Linked DNA regions of Pan troglodytes: region 2 is linked to region 1. A link is a contact called in public HiChIP or PLAC-seq data. All regions are on one chromosome and are shown on one strand. Each heading gives the region's core, a stretch centred on a gene start, on an enhancer-like site or on the middle of the called end of the contact. The rest is flanking DNA. Distances are from core to core; before and after follow the strand shown. Region 1 holds the start of DHRS12 (dehydrogenase/reductase 12). Region 2 holds the start of NEK5 (NIMA related kinase 5).

Region 1 (3,973 bases), core at 453-2,952:
GCTGGCAGGTATCTGTGTCTCCCCACACCCTCAATTTACCCAAATATGAAATTTGCTTAGGACCCATCCACACTTGCCCAGGGTTTAGGAGTCTGTTTAAAACTGCCCCAGGGAATTATTAGGTTCAGCAAAGTTTAGGAAACAGTGATTAGATCCTCCTGCCTTAGGAGCCCAATATAGGGAGGCTTTATAAAAATCCTTGTGCCGAGAGAAACGTTGTAAACTCTAACTCCGCGCTCTCACATGGAAGTCAAAACAAGGTTGTTGTTTTTCTCTCCTATTCACTAAATCCACAACAGCAGGAAAACCCATCTAACTTTGCCAACTGCCTTCCCCTCCCTCCCTTCCCCCACCAATCTGTGGTGGATTGGGCCCCTTGGCCTCACTTCTACCTTCCCTCAAGGTGGGGAAATCAGAGCGAAAGAGTCCTGGGAGAAATTTTTACAGTCTGCTTTCCTTGGGGCCCACCCCCGGTTGGAAACTGACTTAAGCTTTCATGCTGTGTAATGTGGAAAGATCCAGCAATTAATGGTCATTGCCAGAGGACACCCCTTTGAAAGAAAGAGGCTGCCACTGTATTCCCCTAAAAACTGTGGGACAGGGCTCACGACTACACTCCCCACCATTCTCTGCAGCAGGGGCTCCTGAGACAGAGCTGAACCTTCTCCAAAACGATGCGGGGTGAAGAGCAGGGAGTTGCAACTCCTACCTCCCCTAGGAGTGCTGGCCAGGTTGCCGTGGGAACTGATAAAGCCCCAGTGCAGGGAGAAGCTTCTCAGAGGTGAGAATCACCTGGGGCATTTGGATGAAATGCCAGTCCAGGCCCCTATGCAGATCCACTAAATCAGAATCTGTAGGGATGGGGCCTGAAAACTGGGTACTTTTAATTCTCGCCCAGTGATTCTGATGTGCAGACAGGGTTGAGAACCAGCGGTTAGCCTAATCAATTCTAAGAGAAAACCTCCATCTCTCCTCCGTCACAGGAACCTGTCACCTCTTAAAACCACAATGAGGTGGAGAGCCAACTAGGGCACACTGAGCGTGGTCACGGGGCGACGAAACCACCACGCACCGTTCCCCAGAAGCACACACTGGGTGCACCGCCACACTGGCTGGAAACCCAGGCTGGAAAGTTCCAGCTGGAGCCAAAGGTCGCAGTCCAGGTGCTGCATCTTTTTAAAGGAAACACATCCAAAGGCACTAGGACAGAGCCTTGGCTAGCGATTTAGATCCAGCCCTATCTGACGCCGCCAGCAGCACCACGAAGACACTTCCAGGAGCACACCCAGCGGGGCGCCGAGGTGCCGCCCAAGAGGCTCGTTGGCGCCGGGGCCGCCTGACGTCAGTGGGACGGCCCTGGGCTTGGGCGCGCCACAGCCCCGCCCCTCGGGCGCCAGTCTCGGTGGCGGGCATTGAGCGGCTGGAGTCTGGCGACTGCCCCACGCCCAGCCGTGGGTCGCTAGACGGCGGGCGCACCCGTCGTTCTGGACACGCTTAGTCGGCCCAGCGAGAGGGCGAAGGAGCCGCGGGCGCGTCCCCGCCAACCCTGCTCGCCCGCGCCGAGGCGGGCCACGTGACAGCCCGGGGCCCCGCGCCCCGCCGCGCCGCCTTACTTGGTGTACTCGCGCAGCCCCTTGGCGAACCACACGACGCTGCGGTACAGGGACATGCCGGGCGCGCCCCACGCCTAGCCCCGCCGCGCTCCCGGCGCGGCCTCCGCCCTGGTCCCGCCCCCCGGGAGTCGCCCGCCCTGACATCATCCCGGTTATGTAAGAGCCGCGGCTTCCGGGTCCTTGCTCCACCGGTAAGGCAAGGGGTCTCGGGGCCGGCCGGTCGACTCCGCCCCAGCCTCAGAGGGTGGAGTGAGGGCGGACTGGCCCTGGTGGGGGCCGCAGTCGAGGTCCGCAGTCTCCTCGGGGTTGAAATCGGGCATCAGCGCCGTTTAGAGAACACCGTCCTGCTGGGCATGGCCGGGATGCGAAGATGGCCCTGAAGCGCACCTCCTAGAATTTGGTTACCTAGAAAACCATGTGGAATAAAACGACGAGGCTTATGATATTTAAAAGACTTCTGCATCGAATTGGTGTTATCATAAGGGTTATTTTAATAACTGGCATTCTCTAAGTTTCTACACGTGTTGGGGGATGCAGTGCCGTGCCACATTTCCCGTCTCCAGCAAGCGCAGTCAGATTGGCGACATCGCAGGCAAGAGGCAGGGCTGGGACTCCCACCCGAGAAGTAATTGTCTCCAAAGTTGGACTTTTGCCACTGGTTCTGCGACTTCATGCAATGCCAGGGAGAGCCCCTTGATTTCCCCCAAATCCTCATCAGCCTCCTTCCACCCAAGCCCAGATGAACAGTGTGAGTAAAAAAGAGTGTGGTTGCTGCGTGAACCCAGATCTCAGACTAGTCATCCAGCCCCATTATGTAGGACTCAGACACCCCTGTCCACATCTAACCTCCAACCCTAACGCCACATTAGAAATGGGGGTCTTACTGCTGCTGTCACTCCTAGTCACCCTGTTAAATTCTATACCGGTTTACCCAAGTCGCCCAGAGACTGGGCCCCACTTACATAAGCTGAAGAGACCAGCTGCTTTAATAGCCTCATTACCTAGGATATAGGATCACTGTCCAACCTCACTCCACAGTGGGCAAGTTTTTACTTCAGAATAACTTTTGAAATAAATTTCCCCGGAACAGCTCGCCCCTCTAAACAGGACTCTGAGGCTCCACTACGTTGCTGTTATTCCTGACAGAGTGATGAAAGGAAATTTAAACAAGTGGCATTTTGTAAAACCACCCCAGCCTGGTGTGACTTTCAATGCCTGTCCGATTTGGCTGGGAAAATATTTTAGATCCCCAGGGCTACATACTGTTTTTTATACCCTCCTCTTTGTGTCAGTGATGGAAAAGGTGTCAATCTGCTCTGAATCTCTCTGAACACCTCAGGAAATAGGCTTTTGGCTCGCAGAGAGGGGATGAGAAATAGTTTTGAACCACCAAGTCTCTTGGAGGGTGTCAGCAGCCCCTTGAAGTAAAAGTGTGGCTGCAAACCCAGCTCTCTGCATTAGCCAGGTGAACCTGAGCATGCTGCATACGCCCTCAGTCTTGGTTTTTTAATATGTAAAATGGGAATGAATATGCGCACCTCGTGGGGTGGTTGTGATTAAAGGCATTCATTATAAAGAGCTTAGTTTCATACGAAGTGATCAGAAGTGTTGGTTTCCCTCCTTAAGTTTTCTTCTCATTCCTTTTTCCCCTGCGCTTACACCCATGCAGTGTACATTCAAGAAATTTCCATGAGGGCATGAGGTGTCCAGTGTTAGCCTCAAATCAAGCATCCACGAGGTAGTTAGTGTATACATTATATACATTTAAAGAGGAGGTCTTAGGAAAAGCCAAACCCTGTCTCAAAATGAGCTTCCACTCTCACTTGGATGCCAAGTAACACACACACACAAACAAAGGGCAGTATGGAGTTCACAAGGGAATGTTCCCGTTTAACTGGAGTCAGCTGAGCTGGATTCTAGTCCAATTTCTGCCAGTTATTCCCTGTGTGACCCGTGTGATAAAATGTATAGAAGGCTTAAAGTGTGTCAAGCATTGTGGATTATAGCACTTAATTCTCACACTGATCCATATGGTTACTCTTGCTATTATCCCCATTTTACAGATGAGTAAACTGAGAGAGGTTACATAACTTGACTCAGGTCACGGTAAATACATGGTGGAGCCAGGCTTTGAGACCAGGTAGTATGATTCCAGAGCCCACAGCTTCCCTGCTGCATCATACTAAATGGGGGCAAGTCACTTAGCCTCTGGGCCTCAGTTTTTCTCATCTGAACAAAAAGGGGGCCAGACTAGGTGCCACCCAGGGCTCCTTTCAGCTCCAACTTTCTATACATCTACTAAGAAAATTACATATGGATGCTAAATAAGTTAGGCCCAGGGTGCTTTTAAGAGAAACGTC
Region 2 (3,973 bases), core at 905-3,404, 330 kb after region 1:
GCATCTCACAGGGCCTTGCAGGGCACCCTAAGGAGGGCCATAGGAGCCACAGAGATGTGATCTTATTTCTTTTCTATTTTCATTTAAAAAAAATTTTTTTTTAGCAGGGACAGGGTCTTGCTATGTTGCCCAGGCTATCTCGAACTCCTGGCTTCACACAATCCTCCCACCTTGGCCATCCAAAGTGCTGGGATTACAGGGGTGAGCCACTGCGTCCAGCCTCTTTTTAAAAATGAGATCATTGGTTGCTGTTTGGACAATGGACTTAGGAGGTTGAATTAACAAAAATCAATTATGGCTTAAAATTCGAAATTATAAAAAATAAAAATTTCCTTTTTATATTGGATTAAAAGCCAGCTGAATATCCCACTGAAAATTAACAGAAATTTGAACTTCTTAACTTTACCTTTTCAAAATTGATCTCTTTTATGACACAGTGCTTGCTATCTGATTTCCCTTTAGCTAAGTATGCTTTCCCGAAGGCACCTTGCCCGATGGCCTTAATCACATCGTACTTATCCATGGTCTCCAATGGGCTGAGGTTCCTGGAATTAGAGTAATGTAAATTTATCACACACGTCTCATAAAGACTAACAAAGTCAGAAAACTGATGACTAAAGTGTAAAAGAACTCACTTAGCTAAAACTTTCCTCCCAGCCTTGCCAAGACAGAGACAAATAACTTTCCTTGTGGCCACAGATAACTGAAATGAGACAGAGTTTCTTGGTCAGACACGGGTCATAGCTCAGCTTTGATACACTTTTGCCCTGTATTCTCGGGTAAGTCACTTAACCTGGCAAAACCTCACTTTCCTAATTTCTAAAATGGAATAACAATACCTGTTTTGCAAGTTTGTTCTGAGAATGAAAGATACTATATCCGGTGTTTCGCACGTTTATAAAGCAGGAATGTCCTTAGGCTTGTGCACTTTTATAGTTCAGCCTTTCTTAGTGGGGACGTACTGCCCCCTAGGGGGAATTCTGGAAATATATGGGGGTGGGGAAGCTGTTTCCCCAAGATTCAGAGGCATGAGGTTTACAGGTGGTTGGGGCCTGAGATGGTAGGATTCTGCGATTCGAGAGACAGTCCCGCACAATAAAGGATTACCCCGCGGCCCTACAATCTTGGAGAGTCTTCCTATACATTCCTGTGCGTGGAAAAATCCGTTTGTGGCTAGAACCAAACTCTATTTTACATCGAAATGCTAAGTATTTTTGCAGTTTTAATGAACGCTTCTTTTTTTTTCGAGGAATGCAACTACATGTAAATCAAGGCTTGATTGCACTTCGGTTTGGAGGTTTACCAAGAATTGTTCACCATTTGGGAAAACCACGCGCTTCACTGGCCACGCTGCTCCTGGTCCCGGAGACCCAACAATCTGCATTTGCTGCCGTCACGTTCAGGCGACTCCCCAGGCGCGGCTACTGGCTACTTCTCTACATTTTCCAAGGGTAGTAGTGCCAAGCATTTTCAGATTGAAATATGTACTTTCTTACTTATTGCTTTCCTTCTATTTCCTCTTTATGCTACAGTTAGGGCATAATACAGTTTTGTTGTTGTTGTTAATGGGGTGAGCAGGGGGCTTGTTTTCGAATAATTTTATGTCAGGGTGGGAAGTCGGTACTGGGTTGCAGGGGGCTGGGAACCAGCTCCGCAGCCAGGAGAGGCTGCAGACACCGGAGGATCGGGTTCTGAGAGAGACGCATACGGACTTGGGGCCGGGGGTGACTCGCCCTCGGGAGGCCCGCGACCCTCCCGCCCAAGTGGCACCAAAGGGTGGAAGCCCCCAAATTAGGAAAATTCCTTCTCCCCTAGGGCCGCCCCTGGAAAAGCGGCCGCGGGTGGGTGGCAAGACGCTTACCCGTACCCGACCTCCGCGTGTGGAGCGTTGCCATAGAGACCGACGTGCCCTGGACGCTACACCCACACAGCCCAGGACGCTAGGCCTTTTCTGGGCCGCCCCCGCCGCCCCAGGCCGAGACTCCATCCCTTTCCCCCACCCTGCCCGGCTCCCGAAGCCCTGTGGCGGCTCCGGGCAAGAACTAAGGGCGGCCCCTGCAGCGTACCTGCTCCGCCGGCTCCGCGGGGCCAACGAAGCGTCCCGGAAGGATCCGGGTTCCCAGGGCCGCTGCGCCTCCCTGCGGCCGGGGCGGAGCCGCGCAAGGAAACGCGGGCGGGGCGCGGGTCTGGAATGGCCTGGGGACCAGGCCACCTCGAGGCAGGGTCAGGCGCCAGGGAGTTTGGAGACCCGGCAGAGTCACCCCGCAACCGTCCCGTTGCCTTGGGTCGGGATTCCTTTGCTTTGCAGTCTACAGTAGCGCTCCCCGCTCTTGCTTAAGGTGCACCAGACGCTTCGCAAACGTTCTCTCTTTTCTTTACAACCCCTCAAGGCAGTAGTCTCCCAGTTTTACAAATGAGCTAAACTGAGACAGGAAGAGTGTTTCTTGTACAAGGTCTCAGATATTGCCAAAAGGTGGACGTGAGACTGGAACGGCTTCCTACTCTTTGGGCCACAGCGGCGGCCTGCCAAGGGACTTTCTAACGAAACCGGCGCTGCCCAAGCGTCTGCACGCACGCCCAGTGCCCATCCCACCCTGCCTCATTCTGGATTTGCACATCAAGCTGCTGTCTAAAATGTTTAAGTAGTTGAAAAAAATGTTAATTTTCAGCAATTGTAAATAATGACGCAAGTTAAATATATCCAATTGAATCGAAACACTACAGTAATATGGTACCCTCCATCGTCCATCTCACACACACACACACAAAAACCCCACAAAAAACTCTTAAAAATCGTAAGTTTACATCATTACTTTTCCTTCTTAAAATCATCTCTCCGCCGCCCCCTCCCCGTCCCCGCCACAAAAAATTTCTTCTTCTTGTAAGCACTCTAGTCAAGTTGGATTAGGGCTGAACTAAAGGCCTCATTTTGATCTAATTGCATCTTTAAAGTCTCTGTCTCCGAATACAGTCTCATTATTAGTTATTGGTGTTAGATTTCAGTCTGTGAATTGGGGGTGGCCGCGGCGGGGGTGAATGCAGCCCGTAGCAGGAGTCCAAAAGTTGTTTAGCAGTTGGAATATCCAATGTTTGTTTCTTTGGCAGTGAAATTCCCTCAAAATATTAGTAGGTATATGATCTACTTGTTTTTGTTTAATTACATGTGTCAGTGACCACACCCAAATTTCCTCCCTAGAATTCTTAGACTTGCTTCATTAAATCATATCTTCATTCTACTTTCCTGATAGAATTTTACCTCAGTTATCTTTTTCATACTTGAAAGTCTTATTGATCATCCTATCATACTGCTGAAAGAAGTATAGAAATGGAAATTTATATTTCCTGCTCATAGAATTTTATTTTTTCTGGATTAAATTGTTAAAATTACTAGTACTACACAATTGATCACAATAAAATGTATCACAATACTGATAATTATTAAATATAAAAAATAAAATTGTATTGAAAATTCATCTCTTTAAGACCTGGATGGGCTTCCCATGCACCGTTAGTTCCTGTATCCATACATGAATGCTAACTTCTTGCTACAATGAAGTTTAACACTGATTCTCTTCCATTTTCTTAAGGCTGTAAGTGCTGAGAAATAAGTACATAGGAATGAAAAGTTTTGTTAAAAGTGTCCCTCAATTTTTGTCTAGTTGTATCTCAAGAATCATATAGTAATCTGTCACCAAAACTGGTTTATAATCATGAACTGATAATTCCATTAGTCTTCTGAAATTTTATTAAAAGCAAAACCCCATAAGCCATTCTGATTTTGAAAAGGATTTATTGTCCAATACTTATCCAGTCTCTCAGTAACTGTACATAATTTCAAGTTTTTTTTGTTTGATGGTTTTGAAATGTTTATGCCCTTGGGCAATGCCAAGATTGAAGATGACTAAGAGGTATGGAATACAGTATATATGGAAGCTGAGTACCTGGAAATATCCTTAAAACTATCCATGCCTGC

The links. HiChIP or PLAC-seq counts read pairs in DNA pulled down with a chosen protein or histone mark.
Region 2: an H3K4me3 HiChIP or PLAC-seq map of stem cell-derived excitatory neurons shows a contact between it and region 1, with 5 times the contacts expected there. The contact joins the promoter of NEK5 here to the promoter of DHRS12 in region 1. A contact is called at or near these places in 2 of 7 Hi-C or Micro-C datasets (blood and stem cell-derived neural progenitor cells), 1 of 1 datasets of contacts at active chromatin or transcription factors (stem cell-derived excitatory neurons) and 1 of 1 other capture datasets (stem cell-derived neural stem cells).

Annotation. Positions count from the first base shown.
Region 1 is chr14:57,385,734-57,389,706 of NHGRI_mPanTro3-v2.0_pri, forward strand. It overlaps DHRS12 (dehydrogenase/reductase 12), which reads right to left and starts at 1,703. Exons shown (of 9, transcript XM_024348549.3): 1 at 1,614-1,703. The coding sequence starts at 1,669. It overlaps LOC101059796 (a long non-coding RNA gene), which reads left to right and starts at 1,759. Exons shown (of 2, transcript XR_008538687.2): 1 at 1,759-2,361.
Region 2 is chr14:57,711,709-57,715,681 of NHGRI_mPanTro3-v2.0_pri, forward strand. NEK5 (NIMA related kinase 5) reads right to left here and starts at 2,155. Exons shown (of 24, transcript XM_009427003.5): 1 at 2,067-2,155; 2 at 636-703; 3 at 407-545. The coding sequence starts at 523.